2 separate regions of the Mus musculus genome follow, and region 1 is linked to region 2. Evidence: chromatin contacts called from public HiChIP or PLAC-seq data. All regions are on one chromosome and are shown on one strand. Each heading gives the region's core, a stretch centred on a gene start, on an enhancer-like site or on the middle of the called end of the contact. The rest is flanking DNA. Distances are from core to core; before and after follow the strand shown.

The links. HiChIP or PLAC-seq counts read pairs in DNA pulled down with a chosen protein or histone mark.
Region 1: a contact with region 2 is called in a FOXA1 HiChIP or PLAC-seq map of pancreatic cancer cells. The contact joins two enhancer-like sites. A contact is called at or near these places in 6 of 39 promoter capture datasets (the 3T3-L1 cell line, the HPC-7 cell line, hippocampal neurons and 3 more), 1 of 115 datasets of contacts at active chromatin or transcription factors (pancreatic cancer cells) and 1 of 9 other capture datasets (embryonic stem cells).

Annotation. Positions count from the first base shown.
Region 1 is chr4:118,227,814-118,231,485 of GRCm38.p6, forward strand. It overlaps Ptprf (protein tyrosine phosphatase, receptor type, F), which reads right to left. Exons shown (of 33, transcript NM_011213.2): 13 at 2,882-3,075. Among named protein-coding and RNA genes, the nearest start is that of Mir7226, 19 kb to the left of the region's middle. Within about 2 kb of position 1,783, at least 43 of the 459 cell types and tissues checked have an H3K27ac peak or open chromatin away from gene starts, as enhancers often do. A contact at or near this core is called in pancreatic cancer cells, where this site is marked.
Region 2 is chr4:117,838,700-117,842,662 of GRCm38.p6, forward strand. All of the region lies in intron 1 of Slc6a9 (solute carrier family 6 (neurotransmitter transporter, glycine), member 9), which reads left to right. Among named protein-coding and RNA genes, the nearest start is that of Slc6a9, 5.4 kb to the left of the region's middle. Within about 2 kb of position 2,137, at least 22 of the 459 cell types and tissues checked have an H3K27ac peak or open chromatin away from gene starts, as enhancers often do. A contact at or near this core is called in pancreatic cancer cells, where this site is marked.

The DNA of each region.
Region 1 (3,672 bases), core at 533-3,032, 390 kb after region 2:
CTTACATAGTCCTCGGACTCCTCTGGTCTCCACTGACAGCGGGAGAAGGAGAAAAAGGGAGACAGGATGGTGAAGGATTTGGCCTGGAGAGGACCTGGCCCATGGAGAACTGATAGATAGCTCTGAAGTACCCACTGAGGTGATAGCCCAGGACCAGTGCCCACTCAAAGACACAAGTTCCTGCATCATTGAGCACCAATTGTGTGCACCAGGCCTGTCGAGGGCAGGGAGACATGGTGGACTGTCAGATGTAGAGATAGACTTGACAGCTTAGGCAGAGGGAAGATATGTGCTTAGAGTCCCAATGTCCTGCTATGGTTGTTCAGCTTGCTCCCCCTATCTATCTATCTATCTATCTATCTATCTATCTATCTATCTATCTACCTCCCTCTCTTCCTCTGTCTATCTATATTATCTTTCTACCTACCTACCTCTCTCTCTCTCTCTCTCTTTCTACCTACCTATCCATCCATCCACTTATCCATCCATCCATGCATCCTGCTTTCAGCTGAGACACTAAATTAGAGTCACCTGAGCTGAGTGTCCTAGAACACAAGTGCTGGACTTACCGCTGGAGTGGGCCAAGAGTCAGGCTTGCCAGAGAGATAATAAAGGGTAAGTAGCCAGCTCAGAGCCTGGGCATTACCCCAAAGCCACAAGGAGACCCCACACCCCTGATTTCGATTCTACAGGTGCCTGGAGTCAAAATAGGAAAACTAGTTTCTTGGCTGGCAGTGGTAAATTCTAATGCCAGCGTGCACTGGTATGCTGGGTGAACAGGTATATGGAGTGAGGACTCTAATGTGAAGCCTTGTGGTCTTGAAACTAGGAGTTGGCTAGTGAGGGACAGGCCCTGTTTGGAGTCCTCTAGCCAGATCACCCTCATATAAGCTGGTCTGGCCTGTCCACTAGCCTGGTGCTGGAGTGGCCTGAGCTCCTGCTATTTGAGACAGTTCTGTCACAGTCTTTGCGACAGAATATAGAGAGGCTATAGAGTCCTGGAATTATCAGAGCGGGCTGGAACCAGGTCTAGTTAGGATTCCTTACTTGAGGGGAGCCCTGGTGTGAAGCTATCGCAGGTAGCCCCTCCTATGTCAGGTAGTGAGAGGAAAAAGACAGAGGGGTAGGTGGGAAAGGAAGAGGCTGTAAGAGGAGTAGGGAGAGGAGAGAAGGAAAAGGGGATGGAGAGTAGCTAGACTAAACTCCTACAGTGAGAGAAAAGACAAAAGGAAGGGACAAAAAGGGGGCGGAGGGTGGCGAGTCTCATCTAGAGGGAGCACAGGGGAGGCAGGCTGGGCTATGCACATCTGGTGGGGATACACACCACATGCTTCTTTCTGATCTTACTGGGGCCCAGGGCTGCACAGATGGTTCTATTGGGTGGATAAGGGCAGGCTGGGGTGTCCTTGAAAAGAGTCACACAGGGGATACCTAGGCCCTGGGGCCAGGCTGGATAAGTGCACCATCTGGTCTCCCACTGGCCCAAAGCAGAATGACAAAGTCCCAGGGGGTGGAAGGCTACAAGGGCAGGCCTTGTCTTCCGTGGCCTCCCTGGAGCCTGCTTGGGCATATTCCTTGTAAAGAACACAAATATGGGGACAATGTCCCTGGTCTTATTACCCAACCCCCTTCAAACTCTTGGGGACCAGCACACAAAAGTACTCGAAGTGACTTTCCTGAAACCACAGAGGCTGCAGCTGTGGCGCCAGACTCCTAGGATGGGAGGGGCTGGATGGAGTCATTCTCTGGATGTTTCTGAGCGGGTGTGTCTGCTGAGACTTTGTGAGGAGCCCTCAACCTGCCCCAGGAATGCAGGCTGATGAACACACCCACCTCCCCCACCCTTGGGTCCTTCAGCATAGACAGGTTGGGAGAAGAAAGAGGGTACCCTCTGGGTAGAAAAGAATTTTGGCTCAGAGGGTGGAGCTTAGCCAAAGGTATGAAAGCAGTTTGTCTGTGTGGGGGTTCATCCCTCAGCACAGCCTGCAGAATATGGGGTTCCCACTTGGTTGGGGAGGGAATCTAGGATCTTTCTGTTGGGACTTGAAGCTGGCCCAAGAATCATCAGGACCTGGTTCTAGACAGGGAGACCAAGGACAGACAACACAGTTTTTCCTATACTTGATTAGTCCTTTCCCAGGGTAGAGACTTGGTTCCTCTCCAATCCCTGCCACCTACATGCTGGCTCATTCTGGCCACACATATAATCTCACAGTATTCGGTGCTCCTTGATGGACTAGCAAGGTGGGGGTCAGAATACTGACCTCACTGTAAGCCTGTGGGCAGATGCCCCAGGAAGACAGAAGCTTCCAACAGAAAAGGGCTGGCAGGTCCAGCCCTGGAGAGAAACACTCAGGTCAAGAGCAGAGTGACACTCAGGTCATTATTTGCAGAGCTTTGCCTCAGTCACTGGCTTGAGGCCATGGAGGATGGAGAAAAGTCTTGTCTGCCCCTGGCTGTGCAGTCCAGGTGATGCTAAGAACAGTATTGCCTGGGACAGCAGTTCAGCTCAAAGCCACAGCAAATGTGCTTTCTGCAAACCACAAGGATGAAGCCAGTGTGCTGTGCAAGGAGCCTGGGGGTCTTTGGGAGCAGCCCCGTGAGCACTGGCAACTAAGACTGCTACCTGGGTGGAGGGGGTAGCAGGACCTAGGTTAGCACAGCTTAACAATCCTAACAGAAGAACAAAGTCTCTGGAACATGAGCCTCACCTCCCGATCTCAATAACTCCTGCCCAGACAGTCCAAGGCAGCTCCAATGACCATAAAAGGCATAACCACCTCTGAGGGCAGGCATTGGAGGGACAAATCTGGGCTCTAGGGGGTCACTGTGACACACTGGTCACTGTTTACCCTGCCACCTAGCACCGTCAATGACATACCTGAGCCTCAGCCAGCATGACATCCTGGATGATGGGTTGGCCTCGGGGCTCACCATTCTCCAACCGCACATAGGTGACCTGGTAGCCACGAATCTGTCCGTGCTGCTTGTTGGGGACGGGCAGCTTCCAGGAGACATGCACAGCAGTGGAGTTCAGAGGCTCAACCTCTACCTTCCGTGGTGGCCCGCTAGGCACTAGGGGCCAGGCAGAGAAGAGAGTCAGATATGGAGCAACAGCGCCTGGCTTAGGCACGTACAGCTAACTTTAGGGCCGTGACTCTGCACCTGCCCCCTTGGGAAAGGTTCCAATGTTGTTTCTTTGGCTGGCTGATTTGCCTGCCGAGGGCCATCCCTATGGGTCCCTCTAGCAGGGCTACTTATTCATGGGAAACATAGATGTGGGGAACAGCTGGAAGTGAGGTACCACACCTTCAACTACCTAGGCTCACACCATCTGTAACAAATTTCATTAGTATCCAGACAAAGCCCACTTGAGTCTTTTGCACTCATCTTCTCAATCCTGGCTCTCATATTAGGTGGGGCTGCTGCTTCTGCCACAGCCCTGTACGGTTTTAAAGCTTCAGTTATCTTGGAGACGGCTCAGAAGCCAGGACCTGGATACGGGATACCCCACCAACTACATCGCCCCAGAGTTTAGACCATTAAGCCTAAATTTAGAAAATGAGTCTGTCAGGTCCTGTGGAGGGATCTTGGGTGCTTGGCAGACAGCCTCAGGTGGCATGCTTCTCATCCCCACCCCTCCTCATAACAATGTTACCCACTGCAGCCTAC
Region 2 (3,963 bases), core at 887-3,386:
ACCAGCCAACCCTCTTCCTCTCTGTCAGAGCTCATTGATGGTTTTCTTCCACAACTGCTTTAGTGTTTCCCTGCCATTTTATCTACACGGATGCATATTCCCTCTCTGATATTTAACTCTGTGTGTGTGTGTGTGTGCGCGCGCGCGTGTGCATGCAGGGCCCAAGAAGAAGGCATCAGATCCCTGGGACTGGAGTTACAAATGGTTGAGAGCCACCTGTAAGTAAGAAGCAAACTCCAGTCCTTTGACGGACTAGCCAGTGCTCTTAACCACTGACCCATCTTTCTCTCTTCCCCTTCCCTTATGGGTTTTTTTTTTTTTTTTTGGTTTGTTTGCTTTTGTTTTGTTTTGTTTTGTTTTGTTTTGTTTGTGAGACAGGGTTTCTCAGTGTAACCCTGGTGTCCTGGAACTCACGCTGTAGGCCAGGCTGGCCTCGAACTCAAAGATCCACATCTACCTGCCTCTAAGTGCTGGGATTAAAGGCATGCACCACCACACCTGACGGTTTCCTTTTTTGTTTGTTTGTTTGTTTGTTTGTTTCGAGACAGGGTCTTTCTATGTTGCCCAAGCTAGTCTCATACTTGTGGGTGCAGATGACCCTACCTTCTTAGCTTCCTGAGTATCTGAGACTATAGACAAGCACTACCACACCCAAGGAGCCGTGCTTTCAGAATGTCCCTTCCAGCAATCCACTCTCCTCCCAGCTGTTCTGCCTGAAAGCCTTTAATAGCCACCGGTGGCGTCAGGACTAAGATGGACATCCAGACCCAGAAGGTTCTTGTTCTGCTTGTCTGTTTCGCCTTCCTCTTGGGCTACCAGAGCTTTGCCAGTTTCATTTTCTGCAGTCACCTCTGCCCTCTCTGCTTCCTGCCCACTGCCAGTTGTCCTTTTGCCCAGAGAAGCCTCACCTGCTATGGAGTTCACAGAGTCCCTCCAACACTGTTTATCCACGCTTGACTCCCCGCTGCCTTTCCTGGAACGCAGGAAGGTAGAGACACCTTTGTGTCCTTGGTGCCTAGCACAGGTCTGCCCAGGGCAGACCTGCAGTAACCATATGTGAACAAATGAATGTAGCTGTAGGGAGCCTTAGAATGCCCCCACTCCCCCAGCTAAGCAGCTCAGGCTGTGCAAAACCCTAGAAGGGGACTGAAACTTCAGGGTTTGAAGAAAATGAATGGTTGGAAAGGGAAGAAAATATGGAGAACTTGTAATAGACACAGAAACTAGGCAGAGACAACTCTACACTCCCCGCCCCAGTTTTAAGGGAATTCTCGGCTACATTCTCCAGACTGAGAAAAGTCAGAGTCAAAGAGGTCAGAAAACGCTCAGAATCCTACCTAGTGAGTACCTGAGGCCAAATCCAGCCCAGACCTATCAAATCGCAGACCTGCCGTCTTCATTATACTCTGCAGTGACCATGACCTGCTGCTGCTGGTCGGTGTTATGCCATGTCTGGGTTGGAACAGGTCTGGGATCGGAGTGTTCCAGCTCTTCAGCACCTGATGAGAAGCCTGGTGTAATGTAGGCATTTGATGGGTGTGCCCCCCCCCCCCCACTGCTATGGCTCCAACCCAGGGCCCCAAGCACTGCCGCTGACCTCTACCCTAGTTCTCCGTCTGAACATCCAGATGTGCAGATGGATGGGGCCATTCCCTGGAAATGGTAAAGGCAGGAGAAGCAGCAAGGCCTCATACCCCCTCATCCTTCTGGTGCAGATGAGGTCATCTCTCTGATCCCTGCTGGTGCACAAGCCACCCGAGGGCAGGGACTGCCTAGGTGTGATCCACAGTGTCTGGTGTAACTTTGCTCAAGCCTTCCAGGCTAGGTGTTGGCCTCTCTGGGTCTCTTCAACTATAAACCTCAAGAGAAGTGCCAGAGTAGCCCCAGGAGACAACTGTGGATGCAGACCGACCGAGGACATTCTCCGTTTACCGCGATGCCCAGAGGACATGACTTCCAGCCCAGGAGATGGCCCATAACAATATTGCCCACCACAGCTGCTATCGTCTTTGTCATTATTGGTCCTTGGCAGAAAAAGAGGCAGCAGTGTTGGGAAAGTCAGGTCTACTTGGCAAAGGGTTGACTGATTGAGCAGGACAAAGGTATGATTGCCTTTTGAGGGGCACAGCCCTCTTGTGACTGTCACCAAAAGACCAAAGCCAGGAGCATGACTTCTTTAAGTGAACACCTTTGAGAGAGAGTCCAGCCCTAGGCACTGGCTGCCTATTTCCCACCTTATCCCTGCCCAGAGAAGAGGAACTCAAGCCAGGACAAAGAAACTCATGAGTCAAGAGCTGATTTGTTTAAGTAAACAGTGGCCTACCTTTCCTCTGACTTCTATGACTTCCTGTGGGTGAGAGGTGGCCCTTGACAGGTGGCTATTGGTGAGCAAGTGACCGGACTCTTTAAGGCTTTCTAAGGTTGATCCCTTTCGAGACCTAGTCTGTCCACACTTGGCATTGACGGTGTGAGCTTCGCCATGTGTCTCGCTCCTCCCATCCTCCCTTCCTCCTCTCCAGCTCACTTGTTCACCGCATGGCTCTTAGATGCTTCCTATGCAATCCCAGGTTGGCAAGACCCCCACTCCAGGACCTCTGACTCACCAGGTCCCCTTCAGTTTAGCTCAGCCCGTCCTTGCTAGCTGACCACTGTGCCAGGACCTAGGCCCAGAAGAATAAAGGAAACTCAGTTCTAAGCCCTCAGGTAACCACTGACTCAGGGCTGATAGGCTTCTGACCAAATGTATGTAACGTGAGATGATAAGGACCTGGTAAAGATTTGTACAAACCAGAATGGAAGAAGACACATGCTCATTCTGCTAGAGAAGTGTGTCAGGAGGGCCACGGAGAAGAGGTGGCATTCAGGCCCAGCAGTAAAGGACTTGTAAAGTTTCACTTGCAAAGTACCATTGGAGGGACTGTGTTGTAAAAGCAGGAGGTGTGACTACATCTGGTGTGTCCTGTATGACCAGTGACACCGCCAAAAGTCCAGCCACCCTGGAGCCCAAGCTGAGTGACACTAGGGTTGGAGGCGGGCATCGTGCTTGCCTGACTGGGGAGGGAGTGCCACTGATCCAAGCTGAATGCCCCCCCCTCTTCCTGGGGAAAGGTTGCAACCACTCACACAGATGATGAAGGACTTGGACCCCATCCCAGTCCTCTGTTCATTTTTTTAATCTTTTATAGGATTGGGCATCTGGAGAGTCAAAAATAGACCTTTGCCCATTGGGACAGAAAGCCTGGAGAATAAGGGATCTGGGGGGTGAGGGCTGAGAAGGCAACAAGGAAAGGGCTGAACCCCAGGGTCATTCAGAAGGGAGTTGGATCAGGAATGGCCTGGCAGACAGAGGGAATGGGTACTGAGAGAGGGATGTTAGGTTCTTCTAGCTGGTGGTGTGGGCTCTGCATCATAAGAGTGTTCTGTTAGAGTTCAACTCTGTTCAGACCACAATGTCTGCAGAGGCCTCGTCTCACGGAGACCCACAGGCTTATGCTGGTATACTGTGAATCCCTAGCTAACAGGCATCCTGGGGCCAGCTCACCTGGGACATCCACTCTGGATATTGGTGCTGTATCATACTCCAGCCCCCATTGCCTGCCTCCTGCCTGGGAATGGCTTGGGCTGTGAAACCATCCCAGCCTCAGAAAGGTATAAGAAGAGACTCCCACTTCTGCCATGCAGCTCTCTTCAGAGACCCTGCCATTCTGCCTGTCTCTGGTGCTGGGACCTGAATTGTCATCAGAGGCCCTGCCCCATGCTTTTCTGTGTGTCTGCCTGTGGCATTAGTAACTTTTCTATTGTCTATTTCTGTTTTCTCCCCTCCAAGGGCTTCTCTATGTAGCCATGGCAGGCCTGGAACTCACTCTGTAGACCAGGCTGACCTCAAACTCACTCACAGAGATCCACCTGCCTCTGCCTCCGGGGTGCTGGGGTTAAAGGTGTGTACCACCACCACCCAGCTTA